Linked DNA regions of Sus scrofa: all the other regions are linked to region 2. A link is a contact called in public Hi-C and promoter capture Hi-C data. All regions are on one chromosome and are shown on one strand. The core of a region is the stretch at or near the end of the contact, and the rest is flanking DNA. Distances in the headings are between cores, read along the strand shown.

Region 1 (3,442 bases), core at 700-3,199, 270 kb before region 2:
CTTCGTATCCCCAGTGCCTGGCATACTGTTTATACATAACAGGGGCTCAACAAATCTTTGGAGAGAAATGATCCCCAAATCCAATCCCTGTTAATTTAGGTAAGGCTCTCTTAGATCTACTCAGAAAGAACCCAGAAGAAGGGAGATCAATATGATGCATTCACTGGAAGAACCACCCGCAATTATCAGCACCTCATTACCATGAATCAGGCCAAATGCTAAACCTCACTACAACCCAGGAGCAAATAAAAGAACAAAGACTCCTTATCTGTAGTTTCAAGTAATGACAAAACTGACACACTTGGCAGATTTATTTTATTTAACAGGAGTAATGACAGAAATGTCCAAGTTTCTGTAACACAATATAATGTATAATATATAATAACATAATGTATAATGGTCACCATTCGCACCACCACCACTCAACAGCCTCAATGCCTACTTTCCATATGTCTTAACGCAGTCATTCACCAAATTTACTTCTACCTCTGATGAGTTACTGGTATTTCATCTGCCCTGTAGTAAAATCCACATAACATACCCTCCTTTGGGTCCTCTGAGCTAAACTCACCTGGGTGCTTAAGTTTTCAAGGACAAGAGAGTCCAAAGCAATGGTGGAAAATACACAGGTTTTCCCAGTGCCAGACTTAGCTTGAACAATTAAATCTGAGGAGGAAAAAAAAAATTATCACTAGCTAGGACAGACGGAAGATGAGGTACCAACATGAAATCCCAGAACTAGAACGGTCTCCAGGAATCACCTAACGTTAGCACCTTCGTTTTAAGTTAACTCTTAAAAAAAGGTATGAGGCCATATCCAGACACATGCTTCCTCTCTGGACCTCTATCATTTATTTCTTTTATTTTTTTTCTTCTGGCCTAGAAAGCAGGAATTTATGTCCTCAAAGTTTTGGAGGCTAGAAGTATGAAAACAGCGGGGCCACTTTCCCTCCAAAAGTTCACTGGTTCAATCCTTCCTTGTGTCTTCCAGCTTTTGATGCCTCCAGACATTTTTTGGTTTGGAGCGCATTAACTCCGATCTCCGCCTCCATTTCACATGGCTCTCTTCTCCGTCTCCCTTCTCTTCTAAGGACTCTTGTCATTGCATTTATGGCCTACTCTAATCCAGGATGAGATCCTTACTACCGTTTATCCTCTCAAGCCTAGACCCACTGGTCGGTGTGCAATGGACCTTAATCACCTTCAAATTCAGGACTGAGCCTCCGTTTGACAGAGGCAGAAACTGAGGCTCGCGAGCGTGGGGCGTCCCCCGCCCTCGCCGCGGGCCCAGCCGCCGCTGCCCCCCTTCCTCCCTCCCGCCCTCCAGGGCCCCCGCCCTCACCGAGTCCGCAGCGCCCTAGAGGGATGGCCTTGAGCTGCACGGGCGACGGTCGCTCGAATCCGGCCGCCCGCAGCCCCTCCAGCACCGGCCGGGACAGCAGCAGCGACTCGAAGTCCGCCGGCTCTGCCAACAGCACGTCCCCGGTGCGGGTCCGCGGGCCGCCGACGTCGTGAGCCGTCCGAAGGCTCCGCACGGGCAGGGAGGCTGGCTCTGAGGCCGAGAACTGCCCGGCCACCTGCTCCGCGGGCATCGCAGGTTCCGCGGGCATCGCAGGCTCCACGGTCGCTAAGGCCGCTGGGGCTTCCGTCGTCGCCGCCGCCATGGGAGCCGCGCCGCCGGATCTCGCGGTATTTGGGGGCGAGGCGAGGCGCCTGAGAGCGAGAAGAGGAAAAACTTTATTGGCAGTCTTCCCGCGAAGACACAGACAGGCGGGCCTCGAAGAGGAGGGGCAAGGGACGGAAGTCGGAGGCTTAGAAAGACTCGGAAACAGCAGCTACAAGGAAAAACTGTGGCCTGAGGAAGGCGGGAAAAGGGAGGAGAGGGAGACTGAGGCTACCTGTGTGACGCCGCCGCCTGCGGCCTGCAGAGGGCGCCGCGCGCTCACGGTGGGAGCGCCGCCCCGCCCCCCCAGCCCTCTGTGGGCGGGTCCTCCCAGCCGTGCACCGCCCCGTCGCCAGCCTCACAATGCTGCCTTTTGTGATGCGCCCAGTGCGTCACGGTCCCGCCCCCGGACCTCGGCTCCGCCGTCCATTCCTCCCGATCCCCATCCCTGGCCCGCCCCAACTTGCAGCCTCCTCACGTGCCGCTGTACTCATCTCTGCCCCAGCCCCTGGCACACAGTGAGGTCTGATCGAAGTAAATTAAATTGTGCTGACAACTTCCAAATCCATATCTCCACCTTAGGCCTCTCTCAACTCCAGACCTGTTACATCCACCTCCTTCTCAACACCTCCATTCGATGTCTGATAGCTCAGATTTAGCGTTTTCTGTGTGTAGCTTCTGTCCTTTCCCCACCGGCATCTCATGGATGACAACAGTCTTTACCTAAGTCTGCTCAGATGTCACCTTGTCAAAGAGGACTTTTCCTAAACACCCTGAGATAGCTCCCCCATCCCGGCGGCTCCCTGGCGTTTCCCCCTACTCTCTGATCCCTTCTGCTTTATTTTTCTTCATGGTACTTAGCATTAGCTGAAGTCATTTGTGTTTATTGTCTGTCTCCCCCACTGTATGAGGGCAGGGACCTATTCTCTCTTGTTCTCTGCAGTATCTCTCATCAGAAAAAACCAGTCCGACATGGTGCTCGATATTTACTGAATAAACGAGCTCCGATAACAAAGTCCTCCAAGTGTAAGGATTTCTGGAACCAAACCTTTTCACAGTTCCAAATCTAAAGTTATTCTGCACCGAACCCTAACTTTTTCCTTTGTCCTTATACCATAATTCTGGTCATTCTCTCTCACTGGTCTCATTCTTCCCTTCTCCGAGACACACACACACACACACACTCAATTCAGATTCCAAAGGGTGTAGGAGGGACTTTGGCATGGCAATCCATTGGAAAGGGGTCTTCAGGATGCATTTTTTCTTAGAAATTTACAGAACATTGAGAAAATGTCAGCTGTTCATATGAAAGAAGGAGGGCTGTTGGGAGTGGGCTTTCCACACTTTCTCTTAGTAAGTACCCCACTTTCCTCATCTACCTAATCCCCAAATCCCAAACCTGGGACTTGCTCTATATTCCACCCTCCACTATCCCTTTCCCCTAACAATTACGCGAGGGCTGGTAATTTTGCCTCCAAGTATTTCATCCATTTCTTTTCTCCAGTCTCCATAGCATCTGTTCTATTCTTAGGTCCCTTCATCATGGTAACTGTTGCAACAACCTCCTGAATAATTCCCCCCCCCCCAGGCAGGGTTTCTTCTCTCCCAGCCACCCACCCACAGGTGCTGGAGTGATCTTTCTTCAGTGGATATCTTAGGTTGCTTGGGTCCAGCTTCAGATCCTGTTCCTTCTGACAGCCTTTTTTTAGTTCCAGGCTCCCACTTCTCACAATAAATGATTCCAGCCCAGCTCTTACTTTGTTCTGTTTACTTCTTTAT
Region 2 (3,159 bases), core at 631-3,130:
TGCATCTTGTTATGTATTTATTAGCTGTATTACAATTGTTTACTTGACTATATGAAATCTTTCTTCCCTGAGAAGTTGGAAGCAGCCAGTTACAGCCTCACTTTATGGCATATACAAAAATTACAGAGCAGCGGAAGCCACTTTTTCAAGCCACAGGCTAGTTATCGAATTTTGCAAGATTTAGGACAAAGTTTGGAAGTGAAAAGAGAACTTCTGAAGAAAACTGACATGTTTTATGACATAATATCAATAACAGCTTCTAAGACTTACTAAGCACATACTAGGAACCAAGCACTGTTTTTAGTTTTGCAGGAATTAAGCCCCTTACTTCTAATAAATTTATAATGAACTATATCTCTACAATGCAAAGGGGTAAATTAAGGTCGCACAGCTTGTAAGTGGAGGAGCCAGGTGCACTGCTCTCTAGCTTTGGGGTCCTCACTGTTAACTACTGTACTATAGTTGCCTCCTCTGGGAGACTGTGTGTGAGCTCTGGTTATGTACATGGCAAGCTAAGTATTTACTCAACCAACGAATAATTTCTCTGATCTGACAACACAAGTTGGAATCTGGGAGACACACTGAAAACAACACACTTCATTGTTTTATTTAACAAAACTTGTTCTTGGGTATGCAGTCTAGTAACCTCGATTCGGGCCGCGGCAGCTCTGTCCAGCTGAAGGTCACAAGGGAGAGAGGCGGGGCTTAGGAGACACCAAAATCAGTTTCTAGTTTAGTTACCACAAATCACTTATCCTCTGTTATTAGGTAATACGACAGTGTTCCAGGCAGTTACAGGAGCACAAGTGTTTGAATGAGGCTTTAAGCCTTCTGAAATAAACTAAACAATGGTTACTACCGGCCGAAAACCAGAAGCAGATTACCCGAAAGTAAAATGCGATGATGAAATAAGAATGAAGGGGAGTATCACACCCCTCTCACTCACCCCGGACCGAGGAGGGCTGCGTTCTTCAGGGAGGGGGCTGCAAATACACAAAGGCGCAGGTCAGCAAGGTCAAGGTGAAATCTGGTTTGCCCCCTCCTCGTTCCCCGCGAAGCACAATCACTAAGGCCATGCGTCCCCTTCTCGTATCCTCTGAGACCCCACACTCACCTTCCGAGAGGCGTTACTCTCCATTCAGGCCCAAGTCTCGCAGCGCCTTTCTTCACCCACTTTCCTCCCACCCTTTTCAAGTAAGCCTAGACGCGCTGGTTTGCAATCACCCTGAGAGCCCGGACCAAGATCTGCAACTCTCACCTGCTGCGGCGGCGGCAGAAAGTACCACCCGGGACAGCATTGTCAACTGGCGTCCACAGAACGGTCTTGGCGTCCCAGTGACCCGGACAGGAGAACCTGTCGGGGGCAGAAGCAAGATGGAGGCTCGCAAGTATCGCGAGAAGAGAAGTCCTGCTCTCCTACATCAACTTCCGTTTGAATTTTTTTCTCGCGATAAGAGGTACAGCGCCCAGAGAGCCCTTTACAGGTGGGTGGCCACTGATAAGTGGAATGGAATCGTTGAAGCAGTTCTCGCGAGATGTAGAGAGGCGGTAGCCGGTCCAGAGGGGCGGAGGCCCAGAGGTGGACCACGTGGGGGCTGGTGGAGCTGAATCTCCGGCGGGCGTCCAGTTTAGGTCGAAGTTGGAGTTGGAACCGTGGAGATGCGGAAGGAGACCCCTCCCTCCCTAGTGCCCCCGGCGGCCCGGGAGTGGAACCTTCCCCCCAATGCGCCCGCGTGTATGGAGCGTCAGTTGGAGGCTGCGCGGTACCGGTCAGGTGAGCCTGGGTTCCGGGCCTGGGCGCTCCCTCACCCCAGCCCCGGGTACCCTTCCTGGGACTGAACTTTCCATCCCGCCTCCGCTCCGCATGCCATCCTGATCCCTGCCTCGCGTCGCTGAGCTCAGTCCCCAACTTGCCCCGCATTTCCGGGCTCTGATCCAGACCTGGCCCGCTGGCAGTTCTGGGCGGTCACCATGGAGACGAGCCCTTCCACTTCTCACACGCTGACAGATTGTACTTCCCTTAGATGGGGCGCTTCTGCTCGGGGCTTCCAGCCTGAGTGGCCGCTGCTGGGCTGGCTCCCTCTGGCTTTTCAAGGACCCTTGCGCCGCCCCCAACGAAGGCTTCTGCTCCGCTGGAGTCCAAACGGAGGCTGGAGTGGCTGACCTCACTTGGGTAGGGGACAGAGGTATCCTGGTGGCTTCTGATTCAGGTGAGTCACTTTCTCTTCAACCTTACAGGTGGAATGGAAGCTAGCGGTGTAGGTCAGGCTAGGGTCAGTTTTTAATGTCTGGTACTCAGTGCTTGGGGGAGCTTGAGGGTGTTGGCCCGGAAAGAGAACTCATGTATAAGTGGAAAACACCTGTCCCAAGATCCTAAATTGGTGAGCATTTCTAGCAAAATAGACAACAAAATTAAGAAGTGAATTGGAACCATGTTTATTCTTTGTAACCCCTCTGTATCACCCACTATCTGGCACCCCAAACCAAGGATAATCTTGATCCTAAAGATGATGCTGAGCCGATCTGTGCTGTCTCTTTCCGTTTCTTCCCATTTTCTTCTTAAATATCTTCATTTTGCTTTGCTTTGTTTTGCCTTGAATGTCAAACTCAGCAATGGAGGCTTTGATGTTAAAAAAAATCAGAATATGGGTGTTGGCAGATGTTGGCATGGAAGCATAAAAGCAGGACGTTGAAGATTGAGCCCCTGGCAGTTGAGCTTGAACACTACATATTCAGGACAACTGTTTGGGGGGTTTCTGTACTTGCCCAATCACTGTGTAACATATTTTTATGTTATTCACCAGCTTTTTTATGGCTCTGCGAGACATTTATTCAAACTGTTCAACAAATACTTATTAGTGTCCAAATAACTGGAAAGATTTAACCATACTAGACTGTGTGCTGCAGATCATTGTGGAGATTCATCTTAATCTCCTGAGAACTAGAATCCTAGAGGTGAATTGCTGTCTTGGTGTAATCCAAGCTTATTTCCCCCCCCCACCCACCCACAACAGGTGCTGTTGAATTGTGGGAGCTGGATGAGAATGAGACACTCATTGTCAGCAAGTTCTGCAAGTATGAGCACGATGACATCGTGTCTTCAGTCAGTGTCCTGAGCTCTGGCACACAAGCTGTCAGTGGTAGCAAAGACTTCTGGTG
Region 3 (3,183 bases), core at 368-2,867, 280 kb after region 2:
AAACAGTAGTTGCACTTTCAGGCAGCTTAAAGAACAAATCTACTGCTGCCTAGAAAGCAAATTGACTATGCAATAAAATGTAACTGAGGTTATAAAATAAGTTTAAAGTTAAATATCAAACATTTAATAGCGTTTATAACGTAAATTTTAAGAGAGATTGAGTGTAGGAGAGGAAGAGAATGGATTTATAAAACCACAGGTATAAATATTCAATAATAACCTATTAACTGGGCAGCAAATAAAGACACCTCTGTCAGAATAGGCTGATACAAGAGACAGGTTTATCTAACTTATTTCTTCTTTCTTCTTCTTCTTCTTCTTCTTTTTTTTTTTTTGCTATCATTTCTTAAATGAAAGCATTGTAAAGACAAGTTGTACAAGGGCCTTCTGACTATTTTTTGCTCAGCACAAAACAAATACGCAGCAAAATGTTTTCAGAACTTCAATCTCTGGAATTTGACCTGAATGCCAATGGTTCTAAAGTACCTATGCTCTAGATGCCCTTCTCACAGTCTCACCTGTGTTGTTAGTCAATTCGACACCTCCACTGAACACATTCCTCCTAGTTCGAGAGTAGTAACCGAATCTTTTTCTTTGTCCACATGCCTAACACTAATATCTGTTTAAAGATAACTATGCATTTGCCTACTATAGTAACATGGGATTCATCAATGAACTACGAAACTTCAGGCAAATTTATATACTAATACCAATGATGCAAAACATCAAAAAACGACACAAAAATACCAAGCACCCAACTGGAAAAAACAAGTTGAACACAGCTAAATGTAAAGATCCCATTCATTGCATGTTCTTGGGAACACCGGCAAAGAATAACACACCATCCCGTCCTTTCTCCTTCCAAGAACACTGCTGAAATAAACCCTCGCTGGCAACCTCAGAACTTGTCAATATATGCTGAAATTTCTAGAAAAGTTGCTGACCAAGAAGTATGGCCCAGCCAAAAAACACCAGCACCAGATTTCAAAAGGAAGGCAAACCCGGCACAGGATGCAACACGGTTTGCGTACTTGGCAGCACCTGAGCAAGAGGGTGTGGACCCGCTAGGCAAGGTCGGTTCCGCGCAGGCAGCACCCGCAGCCTTCCGCCCGCCCAGCTCTGGCCGCCGAGGTTCTCCCCACCCCGACTCCCACCACAGCAGTCCCCTGGCTCTCGCGCTGGCAATTCGCCACCGCAATCTCTCCATCCGGGGCTAGAGGAACAGCCGCCCCTCGCATTCCCCCACAAGCCCGCGCGCGAGGCTATCGCGCGCGAGGTAGGGCAGCGTTCGCCCAACGCGAGTGCATACACGGCTATATTCCAATGCCCCACCCCAGAGCCTGCAGCCCTCTCTCCACTCCTCTTGAGAGTGGTGCCCCCCAACAAGTCCTTCATACCCTGGCCGTTTTCCCAAGACCGAGCCCCGCGGCCTTACCCCGGCCCCCCAAAGCACGCCCCTAGAAATAAGACCTCCGACTCCAGCCGACTGGGTGACTCTGATCCGCGGCAGCACGTTCACGACACTTTCGCGATAGCCGTAAAGGGATACAGGGTCGGAAGAGGCGGCTGCGCGAGCGCGCACCTCCCGGTGGTGAGCGCGCTCCGGGACCGGCTTCGCTGCTCGGGAGCGCGCCCCGGGAGTTCTCCCTCGTTTCGGTCCTGCCGGCAGGCGCTGGACCCGGCTGCCGGTATTGGCAAAGTGATCCAAGCAAGGTAGGCCGAAAAGGGGATGAGGACCGGCCCTAGCCCCCACTAAGGGGTGTGTATCAGAGAATGGAATCGGGTGGATCAGGGACACGGACCCTGCCGGAGCTCCTCATCCCATGGCGGGAGTGCGAGTCGCGTGCGGGCTCGCCCTGCCTCTAGGGACTATGTTTTGCGACGCGAGGGAGAGGGACTAGGTGGTGGCCGGAGCCGCGGGTGGGCTCAGGGGGACCCCGTGGAGGGTGGTGGGAGTGGCTGCAAGCGGCGCTCAGGTGTCCGCGTCTCACCTTTCTTCCTCGGTTCTTGGTCTCTTCTTCCACTACCGTCCGAATCCCGCCTGCTTGTCCCAAGGCCGGCCAAGCTCCGCCTCTCACATCTTTTCCTGGCAGCAGGCAAAGCGTAGCTGAGCTTTCTGTCCCTGAGCTTTTCGCCTCCGGTTAAAGGCAGCGGTGGGTGTAAATGATTCCTTGGTTTTGTTTTAAGCGTTTATCGAGAACCTTCGCTCCAGTCCCACAAAGACTTCTGTTGAGGATGTATTCCCATTGTCAATCCAGGGCTCAGATTTCTTGATGGGAGGGTGGGGAGGAAGGTTCGAAATTGAAATCTGTGGTGACCTTGTGTATACGCGAAGCTCAAGTCTACTACGCCCAGTTCTATCGAGGGGCGTGCGATACGGAAAGGTAAATGGCTAGTCCTTTGTATCTGCACAACCGTGCTTCTGATAGGATACTTTTGCAAAACACCGCATTTTTCCAGTTCTCTCAAATTTAAATGTAGGAATTAATACCCACAGGCAACTCTAATTTGCGTTACAACACCAGATTCTCCCCATTTCTCTCTCCCTGTAATATTTGACCAACTTCTTTAAAATTACATGGTTTTCTAGATTATTTAATTTTTAACCATTACAAGAATATTGCATTTATTAGAAGACCAAATTGGAGTTTAGAAAAATAACCGTTTTCTATTATGCTTTGCTTTGGGCCTGAGGATTCTGTGTAGCTCCAAAAGAAGCTTAGGGCTTTCTTCGTTTGTAATATCCAGAATTTACTTTCTTATGTTTCTAAGCAGTCACCCTTAGAGGAGACAGCATGAGGAATTCATCTTTTTTTTACCGATGGCATTGAAATATTTGTGAAATTTAAAAATTGTGACTGTAGTTCTGATTCATGGGTTATCCAGGAAATCTGAGAAGACAGGTGAGAGATGAAAGAACATTTTGTTAAACACTCTCAGTGCTGTGAAGGTTATTCCTGCATATTTTTCAAGTATCAAAGGTTTCTTAAATTATTAACCACTAAAATTCTAATTTTGCTTGGTTAGCAGCTACCTAGCCATGCTTTCAGCTTACCATTGTGGTGATACATAGGCAATAGTGTCTTCCTCACCTAGTCAGTGCATTTAAATTTCTCAGTAATCATTAGCAAACTGGTAAACCATCGTAAGCCCTGTTTCCCCTCTAAATTATCAGTTTAGATT

The links. Promoter capture Hi-C pulls out the DNA fragments that hold promoters and counts their contacts. A called contact is a pair of places that touch in the nucleus more often than the background predicts.
Region 1: a promoter capture Hi-C map of liver shows a contact between it and region 2, with 3 times the contacts expected there. The contact joins the promoter of DDX20 here to the promoter of ATP5F1 in region 2. A contact is called at or near these places in 2 of 5 promoter capture datasets (fetal liver and liver), 4 of 47 Hi-C or Micro-C datasets (epiblast stem cells, heart right ventricle, liver and 1 more) and 1 of 2 datasets of contacts at active chromatin or transcription factors (alveolar macrophages).
Region 3: a contact with region 2 is called in a Hi-C map of liver, with 4 times the contacts expected there. The contact joins the promoter of DRAM2 here to the promoter of ATP5F1 in region 2. A contact is called at or near these places in 2 of 47 Hi-C or Micro-C datasets (liver and skeletal muscle) and 1 of 2 datasets of contacts at active chromatin or transcription factors (alveolar macrophages).

Annotation. Positions count from the first base shown.
Region 1 is chr4:108,634,433-108,637,874 of Sscrofa11.1, forward strand. It overlaps DDX20 (probable ATP-dependent RNA helicase DDX20), which reads right to left and starts at 1,950. Exons shown (of 12, transcript XM_001928544.4): 1 at 1,899-1,950; 2 at 1,343-1,713; 3 at 572-666. The coding sequence starts at 1,664.
Region 2 is chr4:108,905,746-108,908,904 of Sscrofa11.1, forward strand. It overlaps ATP5F1 (ATP synthase F(0) complex subunit B1, mitochondrial), which reads right to left and starts at 1,881. Exons shown (of 7, transcript XM_003355244.5): 1 at 1,259-1,881; 2 at 947-983. The coding sequence starts at 1,298. It overlaps WDR77 (methylosome protein 50), which reads left to right and starts at 1,447. Exons shown (of 10, transcript XM_003355245.4): 1 at 1,447-1,774; 2 at 2,025-2,210; 3 at 3,015-3,156. The coding sequence starts at 1,660.
Region 3 is chr4:109,181,806-109,184,988 of Sscrofa11.1, forward strand. It overlaps DRAM2 (DNA damage regulated autophagy modulator 2), which reads left to right and starts at 1,618. Exons shown (of 8, transcript NM_001243696.1): 1 at 1,618-1,713. CEPT1 (choline/ethanolaminephosphotransferase 1) reads right to left here. Exons shown (of 9, transcript XM_021090044.1): 1 at 1,992-3,183.